Regions from separate parts of the Mus musculus genome. Here all the other regions are linked to region 2. A link is a contact called in public HiChIP or PLAC-seq, Micro-C and promoter capture Hi-C data. All regions are on one chromosome and are shown on one strand. The core of a region is the stretch at or near the end of the contact, and the rest is flanking DNA. Distances in the headings are between cores, read along the strand shown.

Region 1 (2,700 bases), core at 109-2,608, 320 kb after region 2:
TCACTCCCACAAACAACTGAATCCCAAATCTGTATTCTGCTGCTTTCAAGTAGCAGGGATCTGAGTCCATCCTCTTGCCCAGAGTCGCCACGGTCTCACACCTGGATCTTTCCTGGTGTACCACGCTTTCTCCAGCTCCTTTCATGTTGTCCCCTCATGTAAGGACACCCGGGCATCCCCACCTCAAGGTGCGCACAAGTTACTTAAGGAACTTGCTACAATATAGCCCTGCATCCCGCCCCCAAAATCCCACCAAACCTAGAGTATGGTTCTAAACAGCTCACCTGTGAAGTCTCCCTGGCTAAATTTCTAGACTTGGAACAGCTGGAGTTTTCCAAACAGAAGTGTGATGCTGTCCTGAAACCACTGACAAACTTTCAGTGACATCTCTCTGAGCTTCCACCTCGCCTGCTGGCCTCAGCTCCCCTCTCCCCTTCCCATCCCCTCCTCTTTATTTGTAAGTTTGTTTAGTTTCAGATGAGAATTGCATCTCACCTAGTTCTGGGATACCACCATTAAATGGATGTTTCCATGTGCCCTAGGCTTCCCACAGAGTCAGCATGGCCCACCCCAGGGATGGCAGGACTGAGATTTAAGAGTGTTTCCCTTGCTTCCCATTTCTCCTCCCTGATGCATATGTTGTTATTTATATGTTCTAGAAGTTGACCATAGTATGAAGTTTTCTGCAGCGTATTTTTTTTTCTGCCCCCCTTTCACTACTGTGTCTGAGCACATGTGCTGTGCTTTGTAGCTGAAACTGGCTTTATTGCTGCAGAAACCAGTCCACTGTATTTACCCACAGCACTGATGTGAGCATTCTAAATACATCTCGATACGTGGGCATATTTCTCCAGCGTAACTGCCCCAGGAGAGATGAACTGTGTGTTCCTGTCCACCCCCTGTCTCCAGCCACCCTGGAGACTTAGTTCTCAGGAGTCTCTCTCACACACAACAGTGTTCTCTGCATCCCACCCGCCCTCACCTGGTGAACTCCGGCAGTCGCCGCTAAATCTCCCTAATTACACACTTCTTCTGCCTTGTGATTCTGCAACAAGTGGGTCTATCCCTCAAAATCCAGCCCCATAAGGCTTCAGGACTGTGTGGCTCCAGCTTCAGCCTGCACAAAGTAGGCGCCCAAGCAACACTGGAAGCCTCGGTACTGAAGGGGCCCGGAAGGGGCAGGTGAGGACATTGGAGTCGCGTCTGCAGGGGGCTCACCTGGGAGCTTCCTAGGGTGTAGCCAGCAGGGAAGGTCTGGGGTTCAGAATTCCGGGAAATGCGCGCCAGAGTTGCAGGCGGGGGGGGGGGGGGGGGGGCGGGGCCGTGGCTCCGGAAGGCGGGGTCTCTCTGTGGGCGTAGCGTGGGCGGGGCTGTGCCGGGGCAGCCCGGTAAAAAAGAGCGTGGCGGGCCGCGGTCTCTGAGAGCCATCGGGAAGCGACCCTGCCAGCGAGCCAACGCAGACCCAGAGAGCTTCGGCGGAGAGAACCGGGAACACGCTCGGAACCATGGCCCAGACACCCGCATTCAACAAACCCAAAGTAAGCACCGAGGGGCTCCGTTGCCAGGGTTCTGTCCCGGGCTGTCCCGGGGCTTAGCGGGGCCCAGCCTTTGGCGCCTTTAACCTAGAAGCATGGAGTGGCAGGGGGACTCCCGCAGGCATCTCCCCTCGACCCAGGCCTTAGCTTGCTTCCGGGATGTCGAGCGAGAGACGATGTGGCAGGGAGTGTCCAGAACCTGGGGGTGTCTCTGGTCGGCCTTCGGGTTCGGCTGCTGTCTATGCGAACCTGGGAGTGCCTCCAGTCGGCCTTCGGGTTCGGCTGCTGCCTATGCCCTGTGCCCTGGAGGTCTCAGCCTCGCTGTCTGCCAATGGGCATCCAGTGCGGCGGGGCTGCACAGCTGTGTGGGACTGGGCTAGGACCTGGGTGTCTGAGCCCCAGTAGAATGGGGCCCAGGGTCTCTAGCTGTTAAATGTTCAGTGTATGGCTTTATACTTAAGTGTTATGATTACTTTGTGGGCAACAGGTAACCTAGGTTTGTGGGTGCGCCCGTGGGAAAATCTATGATCCAAACCAGAAAAGGAAGGGATAGAGGCTTCAGGGTGCCAGGAGGAACCCCTACACATACTGACCGTTTGGCCATATGGGTTTATTTGGGATGAAGTTTTAGCCCTTGACCCCAGAGGAGAACCCTTTATCTGTCTTTCTGCAAGCTGTGGCTTCTTGGAAACAGGGAGACTCCAGGTCCCCAAGGCCAGATTTGCAGCCCTTACAGATTCTGTCTAGTCAGCCAGGCAAATTGAACTGGTCAGCAGAGTGTGGGACTGAGAACTCAGGGGGAGGGATCAGAGACAGTCACCCTTAGACTTACCCCTCCAAGAAACAGATGCTGAGTGGGGGGCGGGGTGGCAGACGTATGAATCCCGTGTGCATGTTGTGTCATATATGCGTGCATGGAGGGAGCGGGAGGGAAGATGGGCAGTGGGCCTGTATTCCATGCACTTACCATAGGGAACACACTCTGCCCCTCTAGCTAGAGGCTAGAAGGGCAGGGCAAGTCTTCCTACCCAACCAATGCCTGCTGCACATCTTGTCTGGTGGCTCCTGACCACAGTTGGTGCTCTTAGACATCAAAGGGTGAGTTTTCTTTTGATGGTCTGAATTCTCCCTACCCTTGGTCAGGGGAACCATCTCTCCTGATGGA
Region 2 (2,700 bases), core at 172-2,671:
TAGACCAGGCTGGCCTCAAATTCAGAAACCAACCTGCCTCTACCTCCTAAGTGCCGGGATTAAAGCGTCCACCACCAAGCCCAGCTCCAGTGTTATCCATGTGTATTCACTGTATTCATCTGTATCCATCTGTATTCACCCACTAAATAAGTTTTATGGTCCACAAGATGCCAGGCGCTTTCCAGCTTTCTGGAATCCTGATCCCGACATCTCAGGTTTCAGCTGATTCTCTGCCTCAGAGGCTCTCTGTGGCCTGCTCAGGTTTAACAGCCTCCACAGGGGTATTTCCTATTGTTTGCCTTCCCCAATCTCCAGGTTCTCCCAGCATCCCTCAGTGCCTACCTGCCATGCCATGCCCCCACCCCTGAACTTTAAGCCCAGAGGCTGGGCTGCCCTTCCCCCAGAGGCTCCTCCCTATATAATCCAGACACTTTGGTCTGCCCTTCTTTTCTCTCTATGCATAAGTGCCCTCCTTCTTTCTTTCTTTCTTTCTTTCTTTCTTTCTTTCTTTCTTTCTTTCCCCCTCCCACCCCCCGCCCCCCCCCACCCCCGTCCCCATGGCGACTTCCCTGGCCTCCTCCTTTGGGACCGGTGAACTTGCCCGAAAGCAGCTTCCCAATAAACCTGCCTTTACTATAATCTGGTTTAAATTGGCTCATTTCATCGGCAACGGAGAAATAACCTATCACCTATAACATCATTGTGTTTTCTTGGTTTTGTTTTAAAACAGGAGCTCAGCTATACTGTCCTTGGCCTCCAAAGTGGTGGAACTGCAGACCTCAACTTTGGATTATGTTGCTTCAATTTTTTTTTTAAGTGCATTATATTCTTTTGTGCGTATAAAAAATTTTCATCATTCTCACTCTATCCTATACAGTCCTCGAGGGTGCCTTAGACTTCCACACGTTTGCATCATCCCGCTCTTTGCTTCTTTATAGTATTAAGATCTTGACGAGCCGGGCGTGGTGGCACCCGCCTTTAATCCCAAAACTTGGGAGGCAGAGGCAGGCAGATTTCTGAGTTCGAGGCCAGCATGGTCTACAGAGTGAGTTCCAGGACAGCCAGGACTATACAGAGAAACCCTGTCTCGAAAACAAACAATCTTGACAAAAAGTATGTTTTCTCTTGGTCGTGGATTAATTGCTTCCCAGGTCCAACGGAGGGAAGATAGTCTGCCTCCTTCGGTGATTCAGCTGTCGCTTCAGCACTGGAGTGCCAGCCACCATCTTCAAACTTGTTGACCACGAGTTCCAGACAGAGCTCACGCCAAAGGCCTTGTTTCTCAACGCCCCCGCCTCCGACCCTCTTAGCTCCGCCCTTCCCTGGCCCCGCCCCTGGACAAGGAAGAGCGGCCGGACAGAGCTAAGGGCTTGAGCCCACTCTTCCGGCCGCTTAGCTCCGCCCCGTCTAGCCCCGCCTCGTCTGGCCCCGCCCCTCAGGGCCGGTCCACAGTGGGCCTTAAAGGCACGCAGCCCTAGCTTCCGGGTGGAAGCTGTTGCGCACCACTTAGCTGGGAAGTGCGTTGCTCCCTGTTTCCCAGCCCACCCGAGATGGCCCCCAAAGTCTCGGATTCCGTGGAACAGCTCCGCGCTGCCGGCAACCAGAACTTCCGCAATGGCCAGTACGGCGAAGCCTCGGCGCTGTACGAGCGCGCACTGCGGCTGCTGCAGGCGCGAGGTAGGAACCCGCCCCACGTTTCCCTCCGGGCCTGCGTCCTCCACCCGCATCCCCGCACCGGGCCTCCCGTTGGCCCAGCCTCCCTGGTTTTCCCTTCCCCGCGTCCAGCCGCCGCACCAGGCCCTCCCAGGGCTTGACCCCGCGATTCTTTCCGTCCCTGGCCGCCTAGCCGCGGCCCGGTCTACCATCACCACCCCCCACCACCCCCAGGCCAGTCGGCTGCGGGCCTTAAGGGCACGCATCCGCTGCTTCCACCCGGAAGCTGTTGCGCACTCCTCGGCGGGGAACGGAGGTGGTCCTTGTTTGCCGGCCTCCCGGGATGGCCCCCAAACTCTCAGACTCTGTGGAAGAGCTCCGCGCAGCCGGCAACCAGAGTTTCCGCAACGGCCAGTACGCCGAGGCTTCGGCGCTGTACGAGCGCGCGCTGCGACTGCTGCAGGCGCGAGGTAGGAACCCGCTCCCCCGTTTACCTTCCGGGCCTGCAGGCATCCTGCACCCGCATCGGCGCCCTGGACTAAGTGTTGATCCTGTCCTCTGGGTCTTTCTTTTCCCCGGGCCATCTGCCGCACCAGCCTCTACCACCACGCCCCCGCATATAGCTAGCGCACCTGTCCGCCCCTCATGTACTCATTTTAAAATTCAGTTGACTTTTGTATATTGACTGAATGTGGCTGGCGAGATGGGGTCCTTTCAAGGATAGAACTTCCTGGGGCCAGTTGTCTTACATTTGTAAGTAAAGGAGACCTCTGAGATTAGAACTATTAATACAAAGTAATGTGATAAGGTTGGATCCTTTAGAAAGGAAGTCATGGGCAACTTCTCAAGAGATATTTGAGATGTCCCTGAGTTGAGTGTCTAATGCATGCCAGGTGCGGAGACCCATCAGATACACTAAGCAGCATAAGCTATTAATGAGACAATTTAAGACAGGAAGTACACAAAACCTTAATTGTGTTGGTGCTTTAAACCCTCCAAAGAGTTGGGATTTTATCCCCTAATTGGAAGAGTTTTAAACAAAAGAAC
Region 3 (2,765 bases), core at 223-2,722, 490 kb before region 2:
CACAGCTGGTGGCTTCGTGGAGACTTGACCTCCCGGTGGTTTAGTAGTGTGGTCAAGGCCCGCTGATTGAGTAGTAGTCCCAGTCTCTGAGAGTTTAGTATCTGTCCCTGAGAGCTCTCCTTCGCTCGGTCCTAAAGGTTGTGGAAATAAAGATACAAGAGGAAAATCCAGTGTCAAAGAAAGAAACGGAACCTCTGCCAGCCACAGGATGGCGGTGTAACTTTGTGCGAGAACATTTATTTTGGCGGCTCACTTCCACAACCTTAGGATGTGGCAAAAGATTTCTCCCTCCCTCAGGTACAAATCTTGAGTCTTGCTAGGCCAGACCGTTGAGGGCCCTGCGGGAAGAACCCCAAGGGGCAACAGGTCCCTAAGGCTCGGGTCCCGGCACTGACGCCACCCAGGGTTTGCCCTCCAACTCCAGCCTAGGAAGCCACTGCTCTCAGGTCCCGGAACAAAGTCTCGCTGTGCGTGCCCGGAAGCCCTTCATGCACCAGAGAATCGAATCCAGCCAGGAATGGGGGGGAGGGGGGCTCCTTCCCCTGGGCCGCGCCTCTGTGACGCCTTTGTCCCTCGCATTTACCCCAGGCCAGACAAGGGAGGCACGTGTGGATCGGGTTTCCACCGCTTTTCGGGCTCCCTGGATCTGGGATGCCCTTCTTCGCCAAACCCAAACCCGGGCCGCTCCCACCTCTCACAACCCCGCCCTGTCCCCGCCAGGTCACCCCGGGGCTACCATTAGGCTTGGAGCAGACAGAGCTGCAGCCCGCCTGGCAGCACTTGCGGTTGTCCGCACAGTCCTTGTCCAAAGTGCACTCCAACACACAGTCCGTAATTGGTTCAAGCTGGGGGCACTCGCCGGGTTTCTCTGCATCGGTGCCTTGGGATGGGTGGGTGGGAGCAGAGACTTGTCAGGGAGAACCGAGCCCAGTCCCACCCGCATATCCTCTCCCTGCTCCGAGATCCCCAAATTTCAACCCCAAGGATTTCGGATTCTTTGGCCCAGGGGCCCCCATAATATCATCCCAGAGAGCCTCACCCCCGAGCCAGGGGTCTCTGACACTAGAGAACTCCCCAATGCTTGGCTTCAAAGTCCCCAGTCCTCTGGGACTTGAGCCTCTGCTTGGAAGCTTCCGCCATCCCGGGAGTTTCCCGCTCCTCTTCATCAGGTCTCTGCTTTCAGAGCTGAGAGAGCCCCCGCCCTTCCAACTTTAAGCCTTCATTGATTCCCCCTCCCCCCTTCCCAGTACATTCCCCGGACCCTAAGCTTCAAGGATAACTAGCTGTAGGCCCCAGAGTTGCAAAAATTAAATATTCACTGGCCTCTCACCTTAGTCCCAGAACCCCGGCTTCTGAGACTCCGGCACTCTGGGCTGCACTCACCTGTGGCTGAGATGGGGGTGAACAGTAGCAACCCTAGTAGGAGGCCAGCGGCCAGCAAGCAGAGGCGACAGGCAGGCATGGTGCAGGTGTGACCTGCAGCCAGGATGGGGGGGATTTAAGCACTCGCGCGGGGAGGGGGGCGGGGCCGAGTGAGGGGTACAGGAGGCGGGTAGGAAGCACAGCGGGCAGCGCGGGCGCCCTGCCACCTCACGCCATTTCACAATCCCCCTGGATCAGGTGTCATTCTTGGCTCTGGTGGGAACCAGGAACCGAGACAGCTTCCAAGCCGGCTGCAGCCGGACACTTGTCCACCCCTCCCTCTCTTCCTACCTTTCTAAGGCCTGAGGGCAAGGCAGGGCAGTGAGAGCTGAAAGCTCCCTGGGATCAGTTTTAAAGAGTCTGTTGACTCCCCAGGAGTCCAAGATTAAGGAGAAAACGGCAAGGCTGCAGTGATGGAGCCAAAAGGAGGCAAAAGATGCTGGGGATTAAATGGCTGAGATTGGGGCCAGATGAACCACAGCATGCAGAGCCCTGTTCAAGGATTAGTAGAGGCTGGTGTAGTGGAGGCTACAGAAATAAGACTTATTAACAAAGGAAGCCAGCTGACAAGGAACACATCCAGGAAGGAGCAACACCCGTGCAATTTCCAGCTCTCTCGGGCATTTCTTTTGCCTTTTCTTACCCCAGTCCATTGGGGCAGGATAGAGTGTTTCACTACTATGACTAGAGAGTGATGCACAGGCTGGACCACTTCAGAGGCTTGTCCCCAACCGAAGTTCCAGGCTAAAGTTTTTGGATCTCCATTTCTTCCTCCAGGCTCTGTTTCCTCCAGATGCCTACCAAATGACACATAACAGAGAGAGTGTTATGGTGGTGACTATGCAACGCTGGCACTTCAGGATATCCTTCCCTTTATTATCAGGTAAAACTTAGCAGCGCAAACCGGGTGTCTTAGCATTTTACTGCTGTGAACAGACACCATGACTAAGGCAACTCTCATAAGGACAACATTTAATTGGGGCTGGCTTACAGGTTCAGAGGTTCAATCCATTATCATCAGGGTGGGAGCATGGCAGCATCCAGGTAGGCATGGTGCAGGAGGAACTGAGAGTTCTACATCTTCATCTGAAGGCTGCTAAGAGAAGACTAACTTCCAGAAAGCTAGGGAGAAAGGCCACCCCCACAGTGATACACTTCCTCCAACAAGGCTACCCCTCCAAATAGTACCACTCCCTGGGACAAGCATATTCAAACCACCACACTGGGCATGTGCAGGAATAGACTTTTCTCTAAGAACCTCCCTGTTTGGATTTGTATAGGCTTCCATAATAAATTCCTCACCCTTTCTAACCTTCCTTTGTTGCTTGATAGTAGACTCCTTG
Region 4 (2,714 bases), core at 191-2,690, 290 kb before region 2:
TACATACTGATTTTTTTCTTCCCTTTTCTTTGGCACCAAAATTGAAACCATGGAATAATTTCTGCATAAAAGGCTCTGCTAACAGCTGGCTCCTGGCTTAGAGAATACCTTGTGGAGCCCAGTACTTAACACATAGCCTTTTTGTGTCTGTTTCAATGTCTACAAACTTCCTTTGAGGAACAAGTGGGAAAATTACAAGGACCATGACATCTCAACATCCATCATGGCTGCCTCAATAAGACCTGGATACCAGTTGACATGCCATGGTGGAAGGGGGAATCTCTCGGAGCTTCACCCCTAGATGATAAAATACAGGTACTTAAAGATTGCCAAGAGAGGGGGTCTTTCCTAAGGATGAGCCCAGTTGGCTATCTAATATCAAGTGATCAGCCCTAAAAGACATACACACATGAGCAGCACTAACCTGACTCAGTAGGTTGTATCAGTATATCTATTCATATACACGCAGAACAGTAATAATTAAAGAAAGAGAGGCCAAGAGAGGCCGAGAACTTGAGAAGGAGGAGGGTGGGGGGTGAGATTGGAGGGGGTAGACAGAGGAGGCAAATGGTATAAATGCACAAATATGGAATCTACAGAGATGGTGCCACGATGCTGACGTAAGGCTCAGGATTTGCAGGAAGGCTCGGGATTTGTAGGAAGGGAATCTTGGGTTGAAGTCTACAGAGAACGATATCTCTTCTGATCATTGGATGCAATCAACACACACCAGGGAGCATCCATAGTGGGCGGAATGCATGGCAGCCATAGTTTTTGGCTGACATCTGAAGCCTGTGGAGGATTTAGGGGTAGGAAGAATGAATTCCTTTAACAAGTCAAAGGACACCACAGCTCCACGCTGATTGCAGCGATGAGTAAGAGGCCCTGTCTCTTTCCTCCAGTCCGCATCAGTGATCTCTATTAGCCATTGATGCAATTCATTCATTACTTTAAGGGTCATTTTAAGCCCTTAATCTTAAAACCAGTCCCAAGTTGTTTCACGACTAAGAGACTGAGCTCCAACAAGGTTGGCTGAAGGCAAGGCCCTTCTGTGTGTAACTTTCATTTGTTTAGGGATTGCTTTCCAGGTTCCAGTCATGGAATGGGCACCGGGCAAACAGCGGTGCAAATGATTTGGCAGAAATCAACATCAGTTGGTTGAGCCATGCGTCATCTTCATCTCGAGAAGGAATTTGTATTGAGCAATAGGTTAGAGTTTCAAAATCCCAGAAAGTCCAGGAACATTAAAAAAAAAAAAAATAGAGGTGTATGGCAGAGTTTCAGCCGAGAGTCCACGTGTGATGTCTCAGCTTCAGGTTAGGGTAACCCTTTTGTGACTGGTTCTTCTCTACTAGTGAGAGCAATAGTCTTGGGATTTCACAATGCTCAGGGCTCAGGTGATCACTTGCAATGTCCCTCTGCTGATAACTTCCAAGACAGCTTCTGTCATTTTCAGCTCTCAGGTGGTTACTCTGATGGCCTCATGGTCCTGCCTGAAACAGAAAGTCTGCCACCTACTTCTGTAGCAGCAAGACTCCTGTTCTGTGGCTAAGCTTCCTGCCTGTGCAAGAGCCACAGGGAGGGGCCAAATGCATGCCACTGGGGCCACGCCTCCTGGTAAAGACATAAATAGTGATCCTCGGGACTGGTCATCAGAGCTCCCCTGCCTTCACCATGAAGTCCTGCGGCCTTTTACCTTTCACGGTGCTCCTTGCTCTGGGGATCCTGGCACCCTGGACTGTGGAAGGAGGCAAAAATGGTGAGTTGGAGTTGCTTTGGTCCAACATTGCCTGGAGTATCAGAGGTGGGGGCTCCTGATGGTTTGGGCTGTTTTTCAGTTTACTCTGACCTCAGGGCGACATCTGTGTCTCGCTGGGGTCTGAGGTCTTGATGAAGTTTCAAGGCATGTAGAGGTGCTCCTCTTATGCAGCCATCCTGTCAGCTCAGGTCTCACACAGCTCTGTCCCTGCCCTTTAGCCTTTCTGTTTGTTTCTGTCTCTGGCTTTAGTTCTCAGCATCTCACATATTAGTTCCCTTCCTATTTATTTCTCTTGGTCTCCATTATTCCTGCTCCCACCTTCTGTCTTTGTGAGATCTTGCTTAGCCCTGAGGTAGAAAACCTTGACTGGGAGCCCGGTACCTTTTATCCTCAGTCTGATTTTTCCTGGTCACATGTCTTGGTTGACCAAGTCTGACTTTTCCTCCCTAGGTCAGCCCGGTATTTCTCTTTGAAGTTGTGGGCCACTGGAATGAGGGTCTATATTCTGAGATGTGGACCTTCGTCTAGGAATGATGATAGTCCGTACCCTCCTAACATCTTGAGCTTCTCTTTAGATGCTATCAAAATCGGAGCCTGCCCTGCTAAAAAGCCTGCCCAGTGCCTTAAGCTTGAGAAGCCACAATGCCGTACTGACTGGGAGTGCCCGGGAAAGCAGAGGTGCTGCCAAGATGCTTGCGGTTCCAAGTGCGTGAATCCTGTTCCCATTCGCAAACCAGGTGAGCCAGCAGAGAAAACAGAGAGGGGACAATCAACGTCAAGAGCCACCCAGAGTGAATGAAGAGTCCCTCCCAGGCATCCTTGTTTCTAAGAGCTGTTGGGTCCAACATGTCAGTTAGTCAAGGCCTCTTGCTGCCATTGGCAGGAAGAGCCATTTGCCTGCAGTTGCCACTCTGTGAGGATGATGGCTTTACAACCATTCGGCCCTTTCGGGGCT
Region 5 (2,700 bases), core at 61-2,560, 430 kb before region 2:
AGTTCACAGACAACAGCTAGAAACTTGATTATGCTTTAAAGTGAAACTCTTGCTTTATTTCACAAAGACCATCCTGTAGCCCACTGCTATCCCACAAATGTTTTGTTAGGCATGGGTATTGTTTGTTTTTTTTTAATACAAACAAATGTCTTAAAAACAAAAACAACACACCTAGTCTGCCAATTATCTGTGACCTTATATCCCAATAATAGGAACCAACCACCTACTCTTTGCCTCGAGAAATGCATGTAGTACCTCAGACTTGGAAGTTTTCAGGAGACGATGTTCACTCAATAATAATGTAATTTCTTCATGTTGTATGTGCATGCATACTGATGCAAATAGCTGTGAGGGCCAGAAATCAGCAACCAATGTCTCTTTTATTCCCTCTGTACTTTGTTTGTGTGTGTGTGTGTGTGTGTGTGTGTAGGGGGGTACTTCTGTCACTGATCTTGGAAGTCACTGATTCAGGCATACTGGCTTCCAGCAGTCCTGTTCCTCCTGTCTCCACCTCCTCAGTTATGGGCCTAGAAGCCGGCAGCAGCAACCCGACTTTTAATGTAGGTTCTGGAAAATGAAACTCAGGTCGTCAAGCTTGAGTAGCAAGCATTTTACTGACTGGGGCATCGCTCCAGCCCTGTAATATTAATCCTTACTTCCAAAATCAGTTTTAACTTGGTGTGACCGCTACCTACTGGAGTAGCAGATCCCAAGGCCAATGACAAGATGACAACACTTTGCCTGCCACACCCCCTCCATGGCCTGTGACAGGTGTCAAGTTAGGAACTCACTCGGTGACAGTGTCTTGGAACCAGACCCAGAGCTCTGCACCTGACGGAGCCTGCAGGAAGGGTGGCCCCCAGTATCGCGTCCTCCAAAAGCCTTGCGTGAACGACAGGTGGAGCTCCCGCAGGGAGTACTTGGAGATCAGCTGTCCCAGGGCTTTAGGGAAGAGCCTGTAATGGGACACTGAAGAAAGCAAGGCAGGTGAGCGGCGACCCAAGCCCCACCCCTGAGTAGCTCTCTTTAGGAACTGAGCAAGGTGCTGCAGACATTTTCCTGGGGTCCTGAACTCACCTCCTTCCCGCTGCAGATCCGAATCCCAACGCGTGCGGAACTGGAATGTGGCGGCCACGTCGCCGGAAGGCAGTGGAGTGATAACGAGCTCTTCTCGCAGGCTGTCGCGTGGGCCCTCCGCGCAGCCACAGCAGCCCCGTCCCACCAGCAACAGCACCAGTAACCGCAACGGCAAACCGAGCGGCATGGCAGCCGCCATACCTGCGGCCGCTTCCGCCTCCCAGCATCGCCCGCGCCCACCAAAGGCGGTCATCCAATAGGAAGCCGGATGAGAGAGGACTTCCGGCGCCGTCCCGGAAACCACTCCGAGGTTACCGGAGGGACACGGAGGTCCGTCAACAGATCGTGGATTTTGCCGACCTGGCCTGAAGGGGTGTGGGCGTGTGGCGGAGGAAGAGAGCTGGCTTGAGGGCCCGCGCACCTATAGGTGCTTTCACCAGCTAGGAAGTGCTCGATATGCAGTGTGGCCATCCCGGTACCAAGTGCTGCTATTACAGGCGTGAGGTAGAACCGTCCAGTGACTCTATTTACTTGGCTCAAAACCTAGCCCGCAACGGTGAGGGCAGAGCTGTCCTACCCCCTCCCTGTGGTCTTAATAAAAGAATATAATAAAATAAATAAGAGTGTATGGCAAAATTGAAAGAATTAGCAGCTATTAAACATGTTCCTCCAACCATGTAAATTAATTCCACCATTAACATGTTGCTATGGGTACACACCAACAAGCCCACTCATCTATTATAGCATTGATTCCATCACGGAGTAAATTTCACACATGGGTATTCTGCATTGTCAAAATTTAGTTTCGTTCAAAATTTTCTCATAAAATTACCTGGGTTTTAATTAATAAAATATTGTAACTCCAAATCTTACGGAGATATAGAATGTTCCTAAGAACTGGGGCTGGGGATGAAACTAACTCAGTGGCAGAGTGCCTAGTAGGCATGAGACCTTGGGTTCATACTCGACATAGCAATGTGTATTGGGAGGGAAGCCCTAAACTTAAAGTCCCACCTAAGGTCCCAGAAAATGGTCTAATGCCTCTTTCCTGTCAACATCTATCTCCAGAACACATTGTAGAGGCAACCAGTGTTCTTGTAATAGATTAATCTGTTCTAGGACTAAATGTAAATGACAGCATAGTATGAGGTTTTGTGTGTTCTTTCCTGAAAGGAATGATTTTGAAACCACATTGTGGTTTAGAGACAGAAACCATAGCTTCATGGGAGTTGGCTCTACATCCTTTCCTCATCTCTAGGGAAACAGTGCTGATTGGCCTCGTGTTCTCATGTGTATAAGGTTATTTACTGCTGTGCAGTGCTAACATTGTGTGGGTAAGCCAGTTTCTCCACTGGAGACACTCCATGGGCAAAGGAGTGCTTGGTAGTTTTGGTTATAGTAGGCAAGGATGATTATAGTCTGTACAAGTGGCTTTGCACACTTAGGTTATCATGTCCCTTGGGAGAATATTTAGGAGTAGGATGGCTGCAGCAAAGAGGAAGTGCAAGCAACTGTCAGACCTTTCTCCAAAGTCTGTCATTTTTCTATTAAAAACAGGAGAGTTTAAGGCCAGCCTGTTCTACATAGTGAGTTCTGGAACAGCCAACACTGTAGTGAGACTCT

The links. Promoter capture Hi-C pulls out the DNA fragments that hold promoters and counts their contacts. Hi-C and Micro-C count contacts between places; a contact is called where the count stands out from the background. HiChIP or PLAC-seq counts read pairs in DNA pulled down with a chosen protein or histone mark.
Region 1: a Micro-C map of embryonic stem cells shows a contact between it and region 2, with 2.5 times the contacts expected there. The contact joins the promoter of Ada here to the promoter of Tomm34 in region 2. A contact is called at or near these places in 1 of 484 Hi-C or Micro-C datasets (embryonic stem cells), 1 of 115 datasets of contacts at active chromatin or transcription factors (double positive thymocytes) and 2 of 9 other capture datasets (adipose tissue and liver).
Region 3: a Micro-C map of embryonic stem cells shows a contact between it and region 2, with 2.2 times the contacts expected there. The contact joins the promoter of Wfdc2 here to the promoter of Tomm34 in region 2. A contact is called at or near these places in 5 of 39 promoter capture datasets (the 3T3-L1 cell line, cranial neural crest, embryonic stem cells and 1 more), 2 of 484 Hi-C or Micro-C datasets (both in embryonic stem cells) and 2 of 115 datasets of contacts at active chromatin or transcription factors (astrocytes and forebrain).
Region 4: a contact with region 2 is called in an H3K4me3 HiChIP or PLAC-seq map of the 230-238 cell line, with 8 times the contacts expected there. The contact joins the promoter of Slpi here to the promoter of Tomm34 in region 2. A contact is called at or near these places in 12 of 39 promoter capture datasets (3T3-L1-derived adipocytes, the C10 cell line, the HPC-7 cell line and 7 more), 2 of 484 Hi-C or Micro-C datasets (the C10 cell line and pre-B cells), 6 of 115 datasets of contacts at active chromatin or transcription factors (the 230-238 cell line, bone marrow-derived dendritic cells, embryonic stem cells and 2 more) and 2 of 9 other capture datasets (adipose tissue and liver).
Region 5: a contact with region 2 is called in a promoter capture Hi-C map of neural stem cells. The contact joins the promoter of Pigt here to the promoter of Tomm34 in region 2. A contact is called at or near these places in 11 of 39 promoter capture datasets (the 3T3-L1 cell line, 3T3-L1-derived adipocytes, the C10 cell line and 7 more), 1 of 484 Hi-C or Micro-C datasets (nephron progenitors), 4 of 115 datasets of contacts at active chromatin or transcription factors (bone marrow-derived macrophages, differentiating embryonic stem cells, memory CD8 T cells and 1 more) and 3 of 9 other capture datasets (adipose tissue, liver and pancreatic islet).

What each region holds. Positions count from the first base shown.
Region 1 is chr2:163,748,897-163,751,596 of GRCm38.p6, reverse strand. Ada (adenosine deaminase) reads left to right here and starts at 1,358. Exons shown (of 12, transcript NM_007398.4): 1 at 1,358-1,538. The coding sequence starts at 1,506.
Region 2 is chr2:164,069,890-164,072,589 of GRCm38.p6, reverse strand. Tomm34 (translocase of outer mitochondrial membrane 34) reads left to right here and starts at 1,421. Exons shown (of 7, transcript NM_001291155.1): 1 at 1,421-1,677. The coding sequence starts at 1,551.
Region 3 is chr2:164,561,423-164,564,187 of GRCm38.p6, reverse strand. It overlaps Wfdc2 (WAP four-disulfide core domain 2), which reads right to left and starts at 1,472. Exons shown (of 5, transcript NM_026323.2): 1 at 1,384-1,472; 2 at 737-880; 3 at 1-131. The coding sequence starts at 1,462.
Region 4 is chr2:164,355,233-164,357,946 of GRCm38.p6, reverse strand. It overlaps Slpi (secretory leukocyte peptidase inhibitor), which reads left to right and starts at 1,440. Exons shown (of 4, transcript NM_011414.3): 1 at 1,440-1,759; 2 at 2,335-2,496. The coding sequence starts at 1,675.
Region 5 is chr2:164,496,135-164,498,834 of GRCm38.p6, reverse strand. Pigt (phosphatidylinositol glycan anchor biosynthesis, class T) reads right to left here and starts at 1,310. Exons shown (of 12, transcript NM_133779.2): 1 at 1,078-1,310; 2 at 792-969. The coding sequence starts at 1,276.